Linked DNA regions of Mus musculus: all the other regions are linked to region 2. The links are chromatin contacts, called in public HiChIP or PLAC-seq and promoter capture Hi-C maps. All regions are on one chromosome and are shown on one strand. The core of a region is the stretch at or near the end of the contact, and the rest is flanking DNA. Distances in the headings are between cores, read along the strand shown. Region 1 holds the start of Etfa (electron transferring flavoprotein, alpha polypeptide). Region 2 holds the start of Tmem266 (transmembrane protein 266). Region 3 overlaps Ube2q2 (ubiquitin-conjugating enzyme E2Q family member 2).

Region 1 (2,700 bases), core at 53-2,552, 190 kb before region 2:
AAGGACACTCTTCTGTCTTCCAAATGAGTATGGTGATTTGTTACAGATCTGGGCCATTTTCTGTGTTTTACTTTGTACCGGCTCTGCTCTGCCCATAACCATCATGCCCTGTGGGCACTGTGCCTCTACAGGGCATGGCTGCTGCTGCTTCGCTGGAGCCTAGGATGTGCCCGAGACATCTCATGGCAGGAGGGAGGATTCTCTCCTCTTTGGTGTTTTGCCTTATCATGGAGGCAGGAAGGAGGTAGTTCATATCTCATTTAAAAAATTTTTTAAATAAAAATACTCCTTTTGATTTTTACTTACTCTTCTTTCTTTTTTCAATAGGACTTAGATTTGAGTCTAGTGGGGTAGTTCTATTGGAAGAAGAAAGTGATGGTAAACAGAATACTAGTTGTCCCTCCCACGAACAGCTTAGGTGGGCACAGTCCCAGTCCTCCACAAGCGTGGTCTTGTATAAGATGGGTTCTCACTCGGTTCACAAAACTAAGAGAGTAAAGAAGAGAAATATTCACTGTAGGGGACTAGAGATTATTGTGAAGAAATACTATTGTGGGCTAGCTCTTAAAGGTGCAATTCACTCCTGAGAGGGCTTGAGTTCTGGGACATCCTGAGCAGCCCAGAAGGCAGGTAGATTGGTCGGTCCAAAGAGCAAGAGAGATTTTAACAGCCACAGGCACTGATGCCAGAGGATAGAAGTGAGTCTGACTAAGGGCAGAGAAGAGTATGGAGAAGATCTGGGTGGACCTCAAACCTGGCCCTAGGCTGCTGGGGTGGTTCATCTCCATCCCATTCTGCCTCCTTCTGTGTAGTTTGTACGATCTCCATTTCCTTCTAGAATCCAGCTCAAATATCGCCAACTCAATAGACCCTTCCCAGGAAGTAGCAAATAAATTATTTATATTATTTATTAATAACTTTTTGTTTTGTTTTGTTTTGAGTCTCCTAAGGTCCCCAGGACTGACACCTAATTAATGCACGTTTACAATTCTCCTCACCTGCGACTATTTGGTTGGCACATTACACGTGCAGCGCTGACACTGGGCGTAAATGAGAGTGGAAAAGGACTGGAGTGAGGGGGTTCCCTTCGCGGGTGGAAAGAAAGCTGCGTACAACAGGGCAGTTAGTCCAGACAACGTTACCAACGAAAGTCCGAGACCGTCAGGGAACAGAGCCAAGCAACTGGAGGGCGTGGCGCGCATGCCAGCGTCTCGGCGCACACCCTTACCTTTGCCCTACTCCCAAGTCCCGCCTCTAACTTTCCGCTTTCCTCATTGGCTGCGTGGCTGCCCAATGGGCTCCCGGGAAGCGCGAGCCCCCGCAGTCCAGGACTAAGCTGTCAGCTCTCGTGCTCGCATCTCGCGAGCGTTCGGGTCTCTGGTAGAGGAGGCGGCGGCGGTGGCGGCGGCGGTGGTTCCCGCGCGCTCCGGGTCTCTGAGGCTGAGGGTACTGCGGGGCTGACTAGAACAGAGACAATGTTTCGAGCAGCGGCGCCTGGGCAGCTCCGGCGGGCGGTGAGTCCGGACAGGGAGGGCCGAGCAGGTGACGTCCGAGCCGCAGCCTGCTGACCCTGTCAGGCGAAGGTCACGGGCTCCCTCGACTCCCACCGTCCGCGTAGACAGTCGGTGCAGTGCCCGGGACGCGGGTCAAAGTTCTGGAGCCTTCGCCCTTGACCTCTTCCGGGTCACGCTGCCCCAACCCGGGTTCCCACGGCCCTGACTCTCGCGGGGCACTCTGGGGCTACTAGGTTCTCTCGCCTGGAGGGGAGCTGCGTCCCCCCAAAGGGGCCAGATGCCGCCGCGGAACCTCTTGGGGAAGAGTTCGAAACCTAGGCCTCCTGTGGCTGCCCTGGACGCCCACTGCCAAGGGCAGGGGCGGAGTGCTCTGCGGCTGGGCTGGTGAGACCGGGCTGAGTGGAGGAGGGGCTGGGACGTACCCGCCTGGGATCCAGTCCTGAGAAGTCGCAGACTGATGTTGCCTCAGTAGCCTTGGAAACTTGGTAGTGGGGACTTTTTCCGTGGTGACAAAGTTTACCATTTGTCTGTTTTTCGAGGACTTGAAAAAACAAAACAAAACTTTTTTTTTCTTTCTTGTCGGGGTGCTGTAAGGGAATAGCAGTTGAAGGCTGACCAGTTCCAAGGCAATAATTTAAGGAGCTTGTAGATTTTTCTAATTTACATTAAGATTGCTAGAGAAGCAATATCAGCAGCCTTGGCCTGCAAGTTATGCAGACGTTTTGTAACTTTTATACGTACTTTTTATTTTAGTGCCTTTTACCCCAATCACCACTGAGATTTTTTTCTGTCTGGGATACAACTTATGGGCTTCTTGGAAGTTTGAAGACTCCCCCCCCCCCACTTTGAATGTTGCCACTCCTTGTTAAAAAAAAAGTTAAAACACATCGTTCAGGATCCTAGCCCATCTTTCTCCCACGAGATTTTTTTAACCTCCTTTCTATAATAAAAGAATCAGTAAGCAAGTGAAGGCCATGGCTTTTGGGGGGGAGGGGCGGTTTCCAAGCAGCAGTACCTGACTTGAAGATCTATACAGAACTTGCGAAGCAATTTTGTGCATAGGTTTTATGCTCGGCCTAATTGTGGTAAGGAGAATTTAGAATTTGGTGATTTTGTAGAACTAGTCGGGGGAAAGTCCAAGTACCCAGTATTTATACATAGGCAGCATTGCCAAACCTTTGTTGTG
Region 2 (2,700 bases), core at 124-2,623:
TAACCCCTTAAGTGCCAGCTTCTTCATCTCCAACACAGAGATGACAGCCTTGCAGTGAAGACCCAAGGAAATGAGCCACAAATGGCGTTTAGCTCAGCACTGGGTCCCTACAAGTACATCTCCTGGTTTAATGTGGTACCACAGTCCAGCTGCTGGACCCCCACAGCTTGCGAGTCATTTTCATTTTGTGCTTCCGGCTCTTTCTGTTCTTTTCACTATATTATTCCTGGGGGAGGGCCATAGGGAGCAGTTACATACAGTCCACTTTCCCCACTCTTCTTCACAGCCAAGTTAAAGCTAGGGAAATAGATAATATACCCTGAAGAGAAACCCAGTGCTTAGAATATGGTGATGTATGTATATGGAATATAAGTAAATCATATTTCAGTCTAAACTATATAATGGAAAAAATGAGAATTTATTTCAAAAGAAAGAATTGGCAGGCAACACATTTAAAGAGGATAGAATGGGGTCTTACGGACCTCATTATTTCAGTATTGGTGACTATGAAACAGAATGGAGTATGGGGTCTGACTTCCAACAGGTGGCTAGCTTTAATCGGCTTCAGATGCAAAACCGCGATGAGTCTGAGTAAGCAAGACTCAGATGCTCAATTCAAGGCCTCCTATTAACAATTTAGAAAGAATTTCTTTCCTGGGTTTAAACCTCCCTGGCAAGTTAGCAAGCAGGGAACTGTCTGCACCTGTCCTCGGAACAGTACGCCAGGCTGACATGAAACCCTCCATCCTTTCCAGACCGTCCATCCTGCCGCTGGGGCACCTAGCGACAAACCGGGGAAGCCCACTAGGAAGTGGTCACGACCAGCAAAGCCACAAACCCCTAGGGTGTGGGATTTCCACCTCTACACCACGTCTGAAAACCGAAAATAGGCGTCCACTTGCTATACTGCAATGGGATTCCCCTTAGAAGCAAACCTCCCGCACCCCCAGCTTTCATGTTTTATTAATAAATGCAAGATGGCACACAGAGGCAAAGAATAGGAGGGAAGGCATCCGCAGCTGGACCCGAACCAGGACAGTTTGCAAAAATAAATAAGAAGCATGTGACAAGCAGATCCCCAGTCTGGATCTGAAGACCCCGTGCTCCCCAGAGGATGGTCGTCCGGCTCCCCAGCCCGGGACATGAAGGTCAGCTGCAGGATCCTAGTCCTCCAGGGCAGTCACCCTGCAAACCACGATCCGGCCCCTACCTTTGCCTCCCTCACCCGCCCGCCCGGGCCACAGCCGGGGAAGCCCCGGCGGCTGCCGGCTGCAAGAACACGTACCTGCTGCCGGAGCTCAGGATTCGCTCTGCTCTGCAGCGCCGGGCCCGCGCTCCCGCTCCCGGGGCTCCCCTCTCCGCCCCCCCACCCCCCCGCCCCCTCGCGGCCCCGCCGCTCCCTCCGCCCCTCCGCCCACCCCGCTCGAGCGCGCGCGCACGCGCTTTCGGGACGGCGGCTCTCCCGGGCCCGCGCCTGCGCTCTCGCTGCCCGCTCCCGCTCCCGCTCGCGCGTTCCGGAGGCTGCAGAGGGGCCGCGCGGCTGTCTAGGAAACTGCGACCAGCGGGGGCCGCGTGTGGGCAGTCACCCCCGGCGAAGGGCAAGCGGGCCTCGTGGCGCGGGTGACAGGGGGCAGGAGCTCGAAGCGGAGGCTGGCTGGTGCGGCCGAGGGCGGGCGGGCGCCTGCGGTCCCACGGTACCGCCCTGGGTGCGTTTTCACACACTGTGCTGTGAGTAGCGGCGCGCAGTGTCCTCCGAGGTTTCTGCCTGCCGCCCCTGGTGTGTGCATTGCCCCAAGGAGCCTTTGAAGGCATTGCCCACCCCTCGGTGGTCCCCATCACATTCTCACGTGACAGATACACTGTGCGTGTTGGTCATGTATTGTAAATGAAGAGTTTTCTGCCCTTGAAGCGCCTGTCCCGATTGAGAATGCCTAGAGTAGACAGAGTGACTGAGCAATCTGGGGGTTTAAAAAAAAAAAAAAAAAGCCTCACGTGTGAAAAGGAAAAAAAAAAAAAGCTTACTGCTGTGAACAGTTTTTAAAAACAGTTTTTTAAAAATAGCCGCTTTCCTTTGGGGTTTTGGCCTTCTTATGTTAGATACTTTAAAGATCGGAAACCCTTCTTTCTCTAGGGCACAAAGTTCCTGAGTGACTTTGGGGTTCTCCCCCATTGGCTTCCCCTCCAGAATAATCACTATTTGGTTAGGTTCACGTGGCCTTCAGGAACGCCTGCGACTTTCTTGCCTTCTCTTCCACTAGCAAAACGGTAGAAATTAGAATTGAAAGCTTTAAAACCCAGACCATACATAGAACCGCCTGAAGGGCTCGGATCGGTTTTTTAATAGATACAGAAATGTCTAGACAAGGAATGTACATGGAAAAGTATGTCTTTGTTTAGTCCTCACCTACCAACATTTCTTAACCATCTGTAATGTCTAATTTCGGGGGGCAGGGGGTCCTTGGAGAAAACAGTTGTAGAAGTTATTTGGCTTGACAGGATTTCCCCCTACTGGTTCTAGGCATAAATAGACTGGAAAGTAGAAATGCTGTCCTCCCTCCATACTACCTCCCCGTGACCCCCCATTTAGTAGAACTACACTTAAGTTTCCTTAAGGGCTTTGAACAGCATTCATGACAGTGTTTCGCTGGTTAGCCATCTGGCAAAACATTGAGATACAAAGATTTCCTGAATTAGACTCCA
Region 3 (2,700 bases), core at 93-2,592, 160 kb after region 2:
TGAAAACAAAAAATTACCACATCTATCCTAACAATATTAATTACCAAAACACAAAGGATGATTCAAAATCAGGCCATTTTTCTTACATAATTCACAAATTAACTTGGATATCTACACTGTTGTCCAATCTACACCCAGGAAAAACAAGACAGACTTCAAGTTCAGGATATATTGTAAGTAAAAAACAAAACCATGGACCCTCTAGAAAATAAAACCTGAACAGTTAGAAAAATTAAACATTTTTCTCATCTTTCTTTAGGCTCCACTAAATTACAAAAGAATAAACATTTTATAAATACAAAAATTTGAAAAGCAAAAGGGACTTATGAGGAGCAATAAAACACCATTTCCATTAGATGACTGTAAATAGGAGCTGTGATCAGTGAAGCTCACAAGTGCAAGTACAGGTCAGGAGACAGCAGTGACCAAGGAGAGATCTGCAAAAAGCACCCTCAATTCAGAGGCTCCAGACTCAAGACACCAAATACACTGCAACAGGAGCAGCAGGCAGGATGGAAACCTACAGACTAACCAAAAGCCTGCCTGCAACACACACCACACAGCCCTCAAATGCTCTGCATTCCCCACCTCCTTAAGTAGAACCCAGGAGATTATCTGTCAGACAAAATGTCATCTGCAGAGAAACTGGAGCCATCTTTTACCCTGTACTAACAAGTGGAAAAGTAGGGGGAAGAGTGGTTGGGAATCAACATAAACTCCCCCTAAAGCTATCAGGTGACAAGTGTTGGCTACAAGGAACTCCACATCATTTATTTGGCACAAATGAAGAAAGGTATGTTTAAAAAACATCAAAATACAAATGAGTAAAGATAGGACACAAAAATACTTGAGAACAGGCTTTACAATATATACAAGACAAGATGAAACTGAGAAAATATATAGCAAATAAAAAAATACAGATGCTAAACAGGCCAAAGTGCCACAATAAGCTGGTTTATGATTCTACCACATCTATATGACCTGTACAGAATGCTAGGAAGAAGGGACAATCAGAGAGCTCTTAAGCTCAGGCTCACATTCCGAGACTGGACATGACTCCCTCCTCCAGATGAATCACACCACCAGGCTTAAAGCCTAGGACTCACAGCCCACAGTGAACCTGCGCTGGCTTGGAGAATGATTCAGCTCACAAACCCCTCACTGGCGTGCTCCAGGTTTAAGCCTTAAGAATGCCCAGCAACTTAAGCTGGGCATTGGTAGATAAAGGAGTTCAAGGCCAGCCTGATCTACAGAGTGAGTTGCCAAACAGCAAGGGCTACTACTCAGAGCAACCCTGTCCTGGAAAAAAAAAAATGCCCAGCAACTTCCCCTCTTGTATCCTTGAAGAGTTCTGACTGAAATTCTGAGGAAACAGAAGCCTTATGAAGAGGCCCTTCAGGATGATGTCATGTACAGAAAAAATGCCAGGCAAAGAAACACTAAAGATGCCAGATACATGAAGAGTGGGGGAAAAAGGAAGCCATGTGTGAACACTTGAGAGCTGTTCGAGATAAAGATCACACTAGTTGTCCACAGCCATACTATCGCGAGTGTGCACCTGACTGCACACAACAGTCACCAAATGAAACCAATAGATACTCAGCTAAGCCTAACTAATCCATCCAATCGCAACAATTACTATTTTAAGGCATTAAGATTTTTTTGTTTTAATCTTTTGAGACAGGGTCTCACAGTACAGCTTTGACTGGCTCCAAATTCAAGAGATGCGTCTGTTTCTACTTCTCAAGTGCCAGGATTAAAGGTGAGTACTACCATCCATCCCCAGCCTGTTTGGGGGTTCTGAGACTGAGTCTTCATTTGTAGGACAGGCTGGCCTCAGCCTCCCGTGTGCCACCACATCCAGCTCTAAGCCATTAAGTTCTGAGAAAATAGGGTAAACATATACAATAAAAACAAAACTTCAGGGCTAAAGAGATGGCTCAGTGGTTAAGAGCACTTGCTGCTCTTGTAGAAGCCTACTGTTTGATTGTTAGCACCTAATGGCAGCTAACAACATCTACTTCCAGGGACTACCAAGATTCTCTACTGTTGCATGTGGTGCACATACATGTAGGCAAAACACTCATACACATATTTTTTAAAACCTTAAAACTTATTATTGTCCGTGTGAAATAGAAAAAAGTTGACAGTACAGCAAAATTTTAAAAGAAAGAGAGAAAAGGTAAGTTGGTTCAGTGGATAAAGGTGCCTGTAGCCAAGCCTGACCACCTGGGTTTGATCCTGGGACTCAGATGGTGGAGAGAACCAATTCCTGCAAGTTGTTCTCTGACCTCCATAAAAGTGCCACCAACGTTCATACCAACACACACACACGCATATACAAATAAAAATAAAATAAAATTAAGAAAAAGAATATAATACAATAGATGTAAAGACTCAAACCAAGAGGTCTAAAAATCTAAAAGCAGCCCAGCATTGACGATACAGCCTGTAATTCTAGCATTCAGGATAAAGACAACCATCAGCCTCAGCTACATATGGTTTTTGAAATCTGCGCCTAAAGTGTACAAGACCATGTCTCCAAAACGTAAAAACAAAATTGAAAAGTCCAGTTAATAAACTCCAAAACAAACAAAATAGACAAGCAAAGTTAACACACAAAAATATGTACCAAAACTCAAGACTCAAATTTGGAAAGGGACACAGCCTTACTCAACGTCCAGCGCAATGAAAGAGAAA

The links. HiChIP or PLAC-seq counts read pairs in DNA pulled down with a chosen protein or histone mark. Capture Hi-C pulls out chosen DNA fragments and counts their contacts.
Region 1: a contact with region 2 is called in a promoter capture Hi-C map of pancreatic islet. The contact joins the promoter of Etfa here to the promoter of Tmem266 in region 2. A contact is called at or near these places in 4 of 484 Hi-C or Micro-C datasets (embryonic stem cells and liver) and 2 of 9 other capture datasets (liver and pancreatic islet).
Region 3: a contact with region 2 is called in an H3K4me3 HiChIP or PLAC-seq map of bone marrow-derived macrophages, with 3 times the contacts expected there. The contact joins the enhancer-like site here to the promoter of Tmem266 in region 2. A contact is called at or near these places in 5 of 39 promoter capture datasets (the C10 cell line, hippocampal neurons, liver and 2 more), 3 of 15 datasets of contacts at CTCF or cohesin (CD8 T cells, embryonic stem cells and large pre-B cells), 19 of 484 Hi-C or Micro-C datasets (ECoMG myeloid progenitors, bone marrow, bone marrow-derived macrophages and 5 more), 5 of 115 datasets of contacts at active chromatin or transcription factors (bone marrow-derived macrophages, embryonic stem cells and stem cell-derived neural progenitor cells) and 5 of 9 other capture datasets (adipose tissue, embryonic stem cells, liver and 2 more).

What each region holds. Positions count from the first base shown.
Region 1 is chr9:55,510,845-55,513,544 of GRCm38.p6, reverse strand. It overlaps Etfa (electron transferring flavoprotein, alpha polypeptide), which reads left to right and starts at 1,302. Exons shown (of 12, transcript NM_145615.4): 1 at 1,302-1,514. The coding sequence starts at 1,476.
Region 2 is chr9:55,325,586-55,328,285 of GRCm38.p6, reverse strand. Tmem266 (transmembrane protein 266) reads right to left here and starts at 1,373. Exons shown (of 11, transcript NM_172923.4): 1 at 1,286-1,373.
Region 3 is chr9:55,169,618-55,172,317 of GRCm38.p6, reverse strand. All of the region lies in intron 3 of Ube2q2 (ubiquitin-conjugating enzyme E2Q family member 2), which reads right to left. Among named protein-coding and RNA genes, the nearest start is that of Ube2q2, 22 kb to the right of the region's middle. Within about 2 kb of position 1,342, at least 41 of the 459 cell types and tissues checked have an H3K27ac peak or open chromatin away from gene starts, as enhancers often do. A contact at or near this core is called in adipose tissue, bone marrow-derived macrophages and macrophages, where this site is marked.